Linked DNA regions of Gossypium hirsutum: region 2 is linked to region 1. The links are chromatin contacts, called in public Hi-C maps. All regions are on one chromosome and are shown on one strand. The core of a region is the stretch at or near the end of the contact, and the rest is flanking DNA. Distances in the headings are between cores, read along the strand shown.

Region 1 (4,722 bases), core at 853-3,352:
CAATTCCAAAAAGCCAGGCTCTGCCACCTAAATGTCTAATAAGAAAACACAGAGTCGTATATTGGTCATGTTGAAGAGCAGTCAGCTGAGTTGACAGTTGCTGAAATTACACTACAGTACGTTTGGATATTAATAAGAGCGACACCATAAAATGAATTGGTTAAGGAATAAAATAATGAAATGCACGAGTGGCAAGCTATCATGGCTTCCTGGCAGTAGACAATCAACATTGTAATCTAATAATCATGAAGATTGCGCAGATCTCCATGTAACAATTAAACGATGTGGTGCCGCAATGGAATCTTTACAGCTCGTTATAGAGTTGAAGTACATGCGCATGGTTTTGATGAATAAGCACATACCATTAGCTGAGAGGTCATTGACTCGGTTTCTCACCAATCCATAAAACCCATGGTCATTTCAAGCGTGGCTGGGATTTTTAGCCCTTGTATGGGAATATTAATAATAAGAAAAAATCAGAAAAAGAGAGGCAATTGGAGATGAAAAATTTCCAATATATTGCTTTTCTTATGCTGTATATGTGTACAGTTGAGATCAAAATCATATGCTACAAAATTTTGTTGGTCATTAGTGGTTTAATATGTTGAGAAGGGAAACTCTGGTTTTCAATAGTTGTCTAAAGATGCACTCCAAATCCCCTTCTGTTTCTTTGATGGTAGCTTGAAATGCCTCAAGATCTTTCAATAATTTTTGCACTTGTTCAAGTTTGATGTCTTTGCTTGACTTCAAGAGACTCAACTCGACTTCTAGTTTCTCGGCTTCAGTAGCTTCCATTCGGTCGCACAAAGCACGCCTCGAGTGCAATAATTTTGAAACAATAGGCCAGCCGGTAGGCTTTGATCTTAGCTTTGGAAGCAAAAGAAAAGATAAGAGGGAATCAAACATTGAAAGGCTAATTTCCTCAGCTTCTCTTAGCATGTTCACCACACCCACCATTTCAGAATCATTGTCCAACACCACTGATTTACATTTCCGGTCCATTCCCTTCAAATTTCTGATCATTTTATTCATTTCTTTCCTGGTGTCCATATAAGCTCTGATTTCACCTTCCAAGCAGGATTCACGGCCAGTTCTTCGCCTGAGGGAGGATTCAAGTCCCTGCAAACCCTCCCTCATCCGAGACAAAACATCTCTAATGGTGCCACACACGTCCAATACTCTAATAGATCCATCCAACACATCCTCTAAATGTTCAATACAAAGAGCTCTGGGAAACTGTAATTGAAACAAATCATCAACTCGGTGGTACAATTCTTTTAAACCTCCCAATCTGTTGCTCATGGACGAGGATGTTTCTTGTTGTGATGCCCTCAATCTGGTTAACTGCTCCTCAACACTTACAACTAGTGGATGAGTATTGATTGGCAAACTGCTTGAACGAACATGGCCAGTTGAGGCAGCCATTTATGTGTTTCTTTTCTGTGCTTTGTAAACAACCCAAATTGATCTTATATATATACATATATATAAAGGAGAAAGGGATAAGTGTTAAACTCTATAATTCCAAGCTTGCATTGGCTGTCATGTCGTGAGTTCCGGGGCAGCTCTACAGCTTACTCAATTATGGATATAACGCGAGTGCTCCATGGCTGCAAGACATGAGGCGACCGGTAGAATTATGGTTTAACATTCATGAACCTTGAGGCATTTAAATAGAGAAGAAAAACCCAAATCATTAACTTAAATATAATGATGTAAGTTGGTAGGTGTGCAATTAGGCAAATGGTATATCAACTGGAAGTCCCAACAATTTCCTCAAAGAAATTAGAAAATAAATTACAAGGTATGTAAAGACAAAAAAAAGGCATTGAATTTTATGTGAGAGATAGAAGAGGTGAGGAAGAAGATATTTAAAACGGATGGACAAAAGGAGGAACACGTAGACGCAAGCCCAGCGACATCAAACTCCTTGGCGTTGCTTAAATTCAACTCTCTTACGCCTCCCAAATCACTAACTTCAACTTAGCCACACCATTTGAATTCTTCATTTCACACACCAACTCAACAATCAACCTATTAATACCCATACCATCCCATAGTAAGAGGATCTGATTGTCTCCCCTCTCATTTACCGCCATCAATGGCTAACTCTCTGCTCTCTTCTAACTTCTTTGGTACTCAACTTTTACTGTCTCCTCCAACACCAAAAACTACAAGAAAGTTGCAGGTTACTCAATCTATCCTCAACAAGAAACCCAACTCTAGCCACACTGTTAAAACCCTCCAATCTCATGCCACTCTTGCTGCCTTACTCTTCTCTGCCGTAGCCCCACAAGCACTAGCCGTTGACAACGCCCCACCCACTCCGCCACCTGTAATTGAAGCCCAGCCTACGAAGCCAAGCCCATCGAACCAGTCGCCCTTCTCCCAAAACCTCCTCTTAACTGCTCCCAAGCCTCAATCTCAATCCTCCGATCTTCCGGAGGGCAGCCAATGGAGGTACAGCGAATTCTTGAACGCAGTCAAGAAGGGGAAAGTGGAGAGAGTCAGGTTCAGCAAAGACGGTTCTGCCCTCCAACTCACCGCCGTTGATGGCCGTAGAGCCACCGTGATTGTCCCCAATGACCCTGACCTCATCGACATCTTAGCCATGAATGGCGTCGATATTTCGGTATCCGAGGGTGATTCCGGTAATGGGCTTTTCAATTTTATTGGGAATTTGCTTTTCCCTTTCCTTGCTTTCGCTGGATTGTTCTTCCTCTTCCGTCGGGCTCAAGGTGGTCCAGGTGGCCCCGGTGGGCTTGGCGGACCCATGGATTTTGGACGATCCAAATCCAAGTTCCAGGAAGTGCCAGAGACTGGTGTTACCTTCTCCGACGTAGCGGGAGCTGACCAGGCAAAATTAGAACTCCAAGAGGTTGTCGATTTCTTGAAGAACCCAGACAAGTACACAGCTTTAGGAGCTAAAATCCCGAAAGGTTGTTTATTGGTTGGACCTCCTGGTACTGGAAAGACTCTATTGGCGAGAGCAGTAGCGGGAGAAGCCGGGGTTCCGTTTTTCTCATGCGCTGCTTCTGAGTTTGTGGAGTTGTTCGTTGGAGTAGGTGCATCCAGAGTAAGGGACTTATTCGATAAGGCCAAATCCAAGGCTCCTTGCATCGTCTTCATTGATGAGATTGATGCTGTTGGGAGACAGAGAGGAGCTGGTCTTGGAGGAGGAAATGATGAGAGAGAGCAGACAATCAATCAGTTGTTGACTGAGATGGATGGATTTTCAGGGAATTCTGGTGTCATTGTTTTGGCAGCAACCAACAGACCGGATGTTCTTGATGCCGCTTTGTTGCGACCGGGTAGGTTTGACCGGCAGGTTACCGTTGATAGGCCTGATGTTGCTGGGAGAGTGAAGATTCTCCAGGTTAGTCATTTATCAACACATTGCTTACTTGATTATTTCAATGCATTTGGCATATTGTGGGGAATATGAATGCTTGCACTTGGAAAGTAGTGTTAAGAGTTGTTATGTCATGGTGAAATTTCAATTCTCTTTCAATTAGAAATTTAGTGAAATAATTTGTCATTAGCTTGCAACTTCATTGTCAACCTTTGCTTGGCCCTTTGTTGTTCTAAACTTCTAGTGCCTTCAATCCTATTAAGCTTTCCCGTACTTCATTGTAGGTGCACTCCAGAGGAAAGGCACTTGCAAAGGATGTTGATTTTGAAAAGATCTCTAGGAGGACCCCAGGTTTCACCGGAGCTGATTTACAGAACCTGATGAATGAAGCTGCCATTCTTGCGGCCAGGCGCGACCTCAAGGAGATAAGCAAAGATGAAATATCTGATGCTCTGGAGAGGATCATTGCTGGACCAGAGAAGAAAAATGCTGTTGTCTCTGATGAGAAGAAGAAATTGGTTGCCTATCATGGTATGCATTTGTTCCCTGGTTATTGCTTTAGCTATGATTTGATGCTGGGTATTTGACTTGCTTTATGCACTTCGGTTTGCAGAGGCTGGCCATGCTTTAGTTGGTGCACTTATGCCTGAATATGATCCTGTAGCTAAGATTTCTATCATTCCTCGTGGTCAAGCTGGTGGCCTTACCTTTTTTGCTCCGAGTGAAGAGAGGCTTGAATCTGGTCTCTACAGTCGAAGTTACTTAGAGAACCAGATGGCTGTTGCACTTGGTGGAAGGTCAGTTTCTCAAGTTCTATTTGTCTTAAAAATTTTGTGTGAGGCAAATGCCCAACCTTAATCGTAAGCCCCTTTTAGTGTTGGATGAGATAGAATGGAATCTGCCACCATAGGTAGAAAGCGAGAACATCTAGCGGCATCTTTCTACTCAAATCATCTTAAGGAGTTTTCTCCTCATTACTTGTGCAGGATTGCCGAAGAAGTAATTTTCGGGGAGGAAAATGTGACAACAGGAGCATCGAATGACTTTATGCAAGTCTCACGAGTGGCAAGGCAGATGGTTGAAAGATTTGGATTCAGCAAAAAGATTGGACAAGTTGCCATTGGTGGAGGTGGTGGCAATCCTTTCTTAGGTCAACAGGTAAATTTTTCTTCAATTTAATATTTACTAATGTTGTATTTATAGCCTGCATGATCTCGTGCCCTCTCCGAGGTTCTGTGGGTGGTTGTTTAACATAATCTGACTCGTATATTCCATTCTTAGATGTCATCACAAAAAGACTACTCCATGGCAACAGCAGATGTGGTGGATGCAGAGGTAAGGGATCTAGTAGAGACTGCATACACAAGGGC
Region 2 (4,722 bases), core at 1,108-3,607, 790 kb before region 1:
TGGTGGTTCTTCGTTCTATAAAGCACATGATTTATGAATTTTTTTTTAATTCATTATGTACCATGTCTTTATTTGTTTAGAATTGGGAGTTATGATCCGTTGAACTTTTTATTATATGGTGAGTTTTTAGTTTGTAGGTAGGGAGAAAAAACAAAAGCATGTTTGGTTGGCATTAAATGAAATGAAGCTTTCCTGCAGGTGAAACTGCAAGAAGTTTGGGGGCATAACCAAATTCAAGGATACTCGTCTGTCTTCTTTCTTAAGCCAATGCCTTAAAAACAGCAAGGTCTAAGGTCTCATGTTCATATATTTTTATAGGCCATGGGTTCAAATATTTTTATGCACTTGCTAATTTCGTCTCTCTTCAAACATTAAGGGTATGTTTTGACAGCACAAAGTAATTGGATGAAAGTGTAATTATATCGTAATCTCATGTGATGTTTGATATTACAAATTGTAAGAATTTTTAAAAGAGTAACAAAAATTAAAATCAAATCATCATATGTAATTTGTTAGTCCAAGAAAGTAATTGATAATACAATCGCTAAAACATCATATGCAATTTTATATAATTTCTCTAGCATTCTATATTATTTTCTTAATTCTCTTTTTTAACATTTAACATTTACAACATCACTCTTTATTACTATCATCATTTATTAGTCATTGATAGAGTTCATCATTATCTAAATTTAAATCTATATTTGTGTCATTAAAAATTATCATGATATCTCTCTTTCATGCATACAATGGACCATCCCAATTTCACCTACAAATGAGGTAATAAAAAATACAATATGTTAGTATGATTCAATTTTGTTTCTTTTTTATATTATACTGAGTTGATATTGTTAATGTAAAAAAAAATTAAAACAACAAATATCCTCTCCACAATATTTGTTAACATTTTTTTATAAATACGCATATTTCTATAACATATAGCATGGACATGTAAATAAATTATGTTCATATTTTTTTGCCATACTTTTTTTTTAATAAATAAGTATATTATAATACTTTTAGTTTTTTACAACATGTAAATTATTTGTTGAAAAATATGAAACTGGCAATTTGGTGTTAGAGAGAGTATCCACTCCCTTGCCTATCAAATTTATGGACGAAAGTTTCCATATTTAGGGTGTTGACAATTTATTGAATTGTTTTATTGGGTTATATTGATTGTATGATTGATATTTAGCTATTATAGAAGATCATATTGCTTGGGAAATAGTATATAGGTGATTGAATTGATTCAAAATTACCAATGCAACTTTTGAATCATGGATTTTGGATTGGATGATGATTTTGTGAGATGAGCGGTCAAGAGTTCATATTTACATTATGTGTTATTATTTTAATCCATTTTTCTTATGGTATTGTTGTATTAATGGGATTAAATTAGATCTTCATTGTAAACAAGTCTCAAAATAAAGTCTGTACATTTAAGAGACTTGTCTAAATGAATGTAGACACTTGATATGTTATTGTGAGAATATTATTATAAGAGTAGTATTTTGATAGTAAACTTTTGTGTTGTGATTTTACTTGTTGGGTTCATAAAGTGTGAATATGGTGATGAGAGTATCATATTTTCAAAGTAAAAAAATGAAAAAAATTATTCCAGTGTATGTGATTAAGTAAGTTTATTTGTAATTGTTAAATAGAGTGTAAATTAGACTATACAACTATAAGAAAATTTGTGTGTTATTTATTTATTTAATGCTTCAAAGAGTGTTAGACCATCTTAGCCACTACCTTGTTTCAACATATTGGTTCTAAGCTATATTTATAAACAATGACATTAAGAATCAAAGATATATTTGGTTATATATAAATGGTGAAAGATAAAAAATATTGAGAGGTATGAATGATGTTTTATATGGATAGAATGATTACAAAATAAATTAGGGAGTTGAGATTAAGTGAAGCTGGAAAACAACCAACCAAAATCCCTGCCGTTCCCTTCCAAAACTTCGGATTGTTGTCAGCGCGCAGCTTATGATTTTAATAAAATTTCCATTGAATAAACTAATTAATCTTAAAGGACAATCTTAAGTGAAAAAAAAAAAAGACAAAAAAAATAATGAACAACTTCAAAAATTAGATCTAAAATTTGGTTTTGAAAACTTTTAGATCTCGATTGCAGAATCAAATAATTTTGGCATAAATGCTTGAATGAAGCATGGTGGTGCAGTGGCATGGGACCTTGAGAAACGTCCTGCCATCACGTGACTGACAACTACGCAACGTTCCAACCCCATCCTCACCAGTTGGTTTGAGCTTTTCATTCAACTTTCCCCTTTTGCTTCCTTTTTCGTTTCCCCTTTCAACCTTCCACTGAATCATGTTTTGTTTTAAAAGAAAAGTAAAAACAAGTAATGGTTATGACATGAGATCAAAATGGTGTAGCTTAAACCCCGGAAAATCCTGGCGTAAATAACTGTCACGTGTTTCTTAAAACACTACCTTTTTCCCAAGCATAAATAAGAAACATAACCCACATTAGCCAAAAAGAAACAAAACCGTAAACTTCTGGAATTCCGCTCCCTGTTACAGCCTTCGGTTTTGGCCGTTGGCTTTAGTCGGAGAAAACAAACTGGGATTCTGCTGTTTCGAAAATAACGTCCCTACACGGCAGTGAGTTTGTTGTTCTCCGGTTATTGCCAACACCAATATGAACACTAATAAATTACTAAAAACAAAAAACATTTTCAAGCTCCTTTAACCTACCTTGCCTACGTTTTACATTGCTATGTATCATCTTCATTTTTCTCATTGACCGTCTTTGAATAATTTTTCTTTATTTCTCCATTTGATTCAATGGGGGAAGATGTTTCGGATCCTGTTGTGTTTTTGCATGGCGACCTTGATTTGAAAATCATCGAAGCTCGATGTCTGCCAAACATGGATTTAATGGCGGAGCGTCTCCGTCGATGTTTCACGGTGTTTGACGTGTGCAAAGCCCCGTGTACTAGAGGAAAGAAGAAGAACCACCGCCACCATAATATCATCACCAGCGACCCTTACGTAACGGTTTGCCTAGCCGGTGCTACGGTGGCGCGCACGCGCGTGATTTCGAATTCCCAAAACCCGATTTGGAACGAGCGCTTCAAACTAGCCCTCGCCCACCCCACATCTCAAATCGAGTTTCACGTTAAGGATAATGACTTGTTCGGCGCTGATTTAATCGGAGTCGGAACGGTGCCTGCGGTTAAGGTTCTCTCCGGTGAAACCATTAGCGGTTGGTTCCCTATAATTGGTTCTTATGGAAAACCGCCTAAACCTGACTGCGGGGTTCACCTGGAAATGAGATTCATCAAATGCGAGGAAATGCCTTCATACAGATATGGGATGGCGGCAAACCCAACCGAATTCGGAATAAGAAACTGTTATTTCCCTGTCCGGCACGGGGGTTCCGTTACTTTATACCAAGACGCGCACATCCAGGAATCGATGGTGCCAGAGATTGAATTGGAGAATGGAACCGTGTTTAAGCACGAGTCGTGTTGGGAAGATATCTGTCACGCAATTTTAGAAGCGCATCATTTGGTTTACATAGCCGGATGGTCGATTTTTTCGCAGGTGAAGCTCGTAAGAGAGCCGACACGGCCATTGCCAAACGGTGGGAATTTGAGTTTAGGGGATTTGCTGAAGTACAAGTCCGAAGAAGGGGTTAGAGTTTTGCTGTTAGTCTGGGATGACAAGACTTCCCATAGCAAGTTCTTCATTAACACGGTACGGGTTTTCTTTTGAGATATCCTTGGCAAACTTATAATCTTTTATTTGTTGTTCGATTTTTCAACTATTTTTCTCGTCTTTGGCATTTACTGATGTTAGCTTTTGCAAAGTCTTCGTTTTTCTAGTGGAAATTTTGTACTAAGATTTCTTTGTTTCTAGATTCTGCATTAGGCTCTGTAAAGTTGCTGTGTCAAAGTCTTGTACTTCAGTTCAGTCTAAAGAAGAAAACTAGTCAATGATGTTTTTGGCTTTTGTTCAAAGTGCTAGCCTTTTGTTTTTCCTGACGTTGCCGGGCTGCTTCTAATAAAATCAATGCAACAGCTTGAGAAAGTGACGTTTTAGTTTAATATTAATGGAGATTCCTTTTGGGGACCAGGCTATATTGTAGTTTATGCTAGGTGTTCAAATTTTTTTTACTTTGAAAGTGTTTAAATTCAGGCAGGAGTGATGCAAACACATGATGAAGAAACCCGGAAGTTTTTCAAGCACTCATCGGTTTCATGTGTATTGTCGCCCCGTTATGCCAGCAGTAAACTTAGCATTTTCAAACAACAGGCATGCTTTATACACTCTAGTTATTCATATTGCACATTTTTCCATCAAAACTGCTGACTGCTAGATGGTGAATTAGCAATGCTAAGGATGTGGTGTGGCATGTAATCCAGGTTGTTGGAACCCTATTTACGCACCATCAGAAATGTGTGATTGTGGATTCTCAAGCATCTGGAAACAATAGAAAGATCACTGCTTTTGTTGGAGGTCTGGACCTTTGTGATGGTCGCTATGATACACCTGAACATAGACTGTTCCGGGATCTTGATACTGTATTTCAAAATGATTATCACAACCCAACATTTTCTGTGAGTATATCTTTTGTACGAGAATTTGATTTAATCTGCTAAATTGAATTTGGATATGCTTTTAATTAGCCATATAACCTTCAATTAGCATCAAGAATTTTTAGGTCATTGCTCTTACTGGTTT

What was found. Hi-C and Micro-C count contacts between places; a contact is called where the count stands out from the background.
Region 2: a contact with region 1 is called in a Hi-C map of leaf, with 2.1 times the contacts expected there. The contact joins the promoter of LOC121204538 here to the promoter of LOC107917971 in region 1. A contact is called at or near these places in 2 of 34 Hi-C or Micro-C datasets (both in leaf).

The regions. Positions count from the first base shown.
Region 1 is chrA01:20,435,921-20,440,642 of Gossypium_hirsutum_v2.1, reverse strand. It overlaps LOC107917971 (ATP-dependent zinc metalloprotease FTSH, chloroplastic), which reads left to right and starts at 2,102. Exons shown (of 5, transcript XM_016847427.2): 1 at 2,102-3,376; 2 at 3,637-3,883; 3 at 3,966-4,149; 4 at 4,339-4,510; 5 at 4,634-4,722. The coding sequence starts at 2,102. LOC107917375 reads right to left here and starts at 1,425. Exons shown (of 1, transcript XM_016846733.2): 1 at 1-1,425. The coding sequence starts at 1,425. The coding sequence ends at 589.
Region 2 is chrA01:21,225,028-21,229,749 of Gossypium_hirsutum_v2.1, reverse strand. It overlaps LOC121204538 (phospholipase D delta), which reads left to right and starts at 2,357. Exons shown (of 10, transcript XM_041074556.1): 1 at 2,357-3,735; 2 at 4,177-4,293; 3 at 4,404-4,598. The coding sequence starts at 2,821. It overlaps LOC121203433 (hippocampus abundant transcript-like protein 1), which reads left to right. Exons shown (of 13, transcript XM_041074629.1): 13 at 1-240.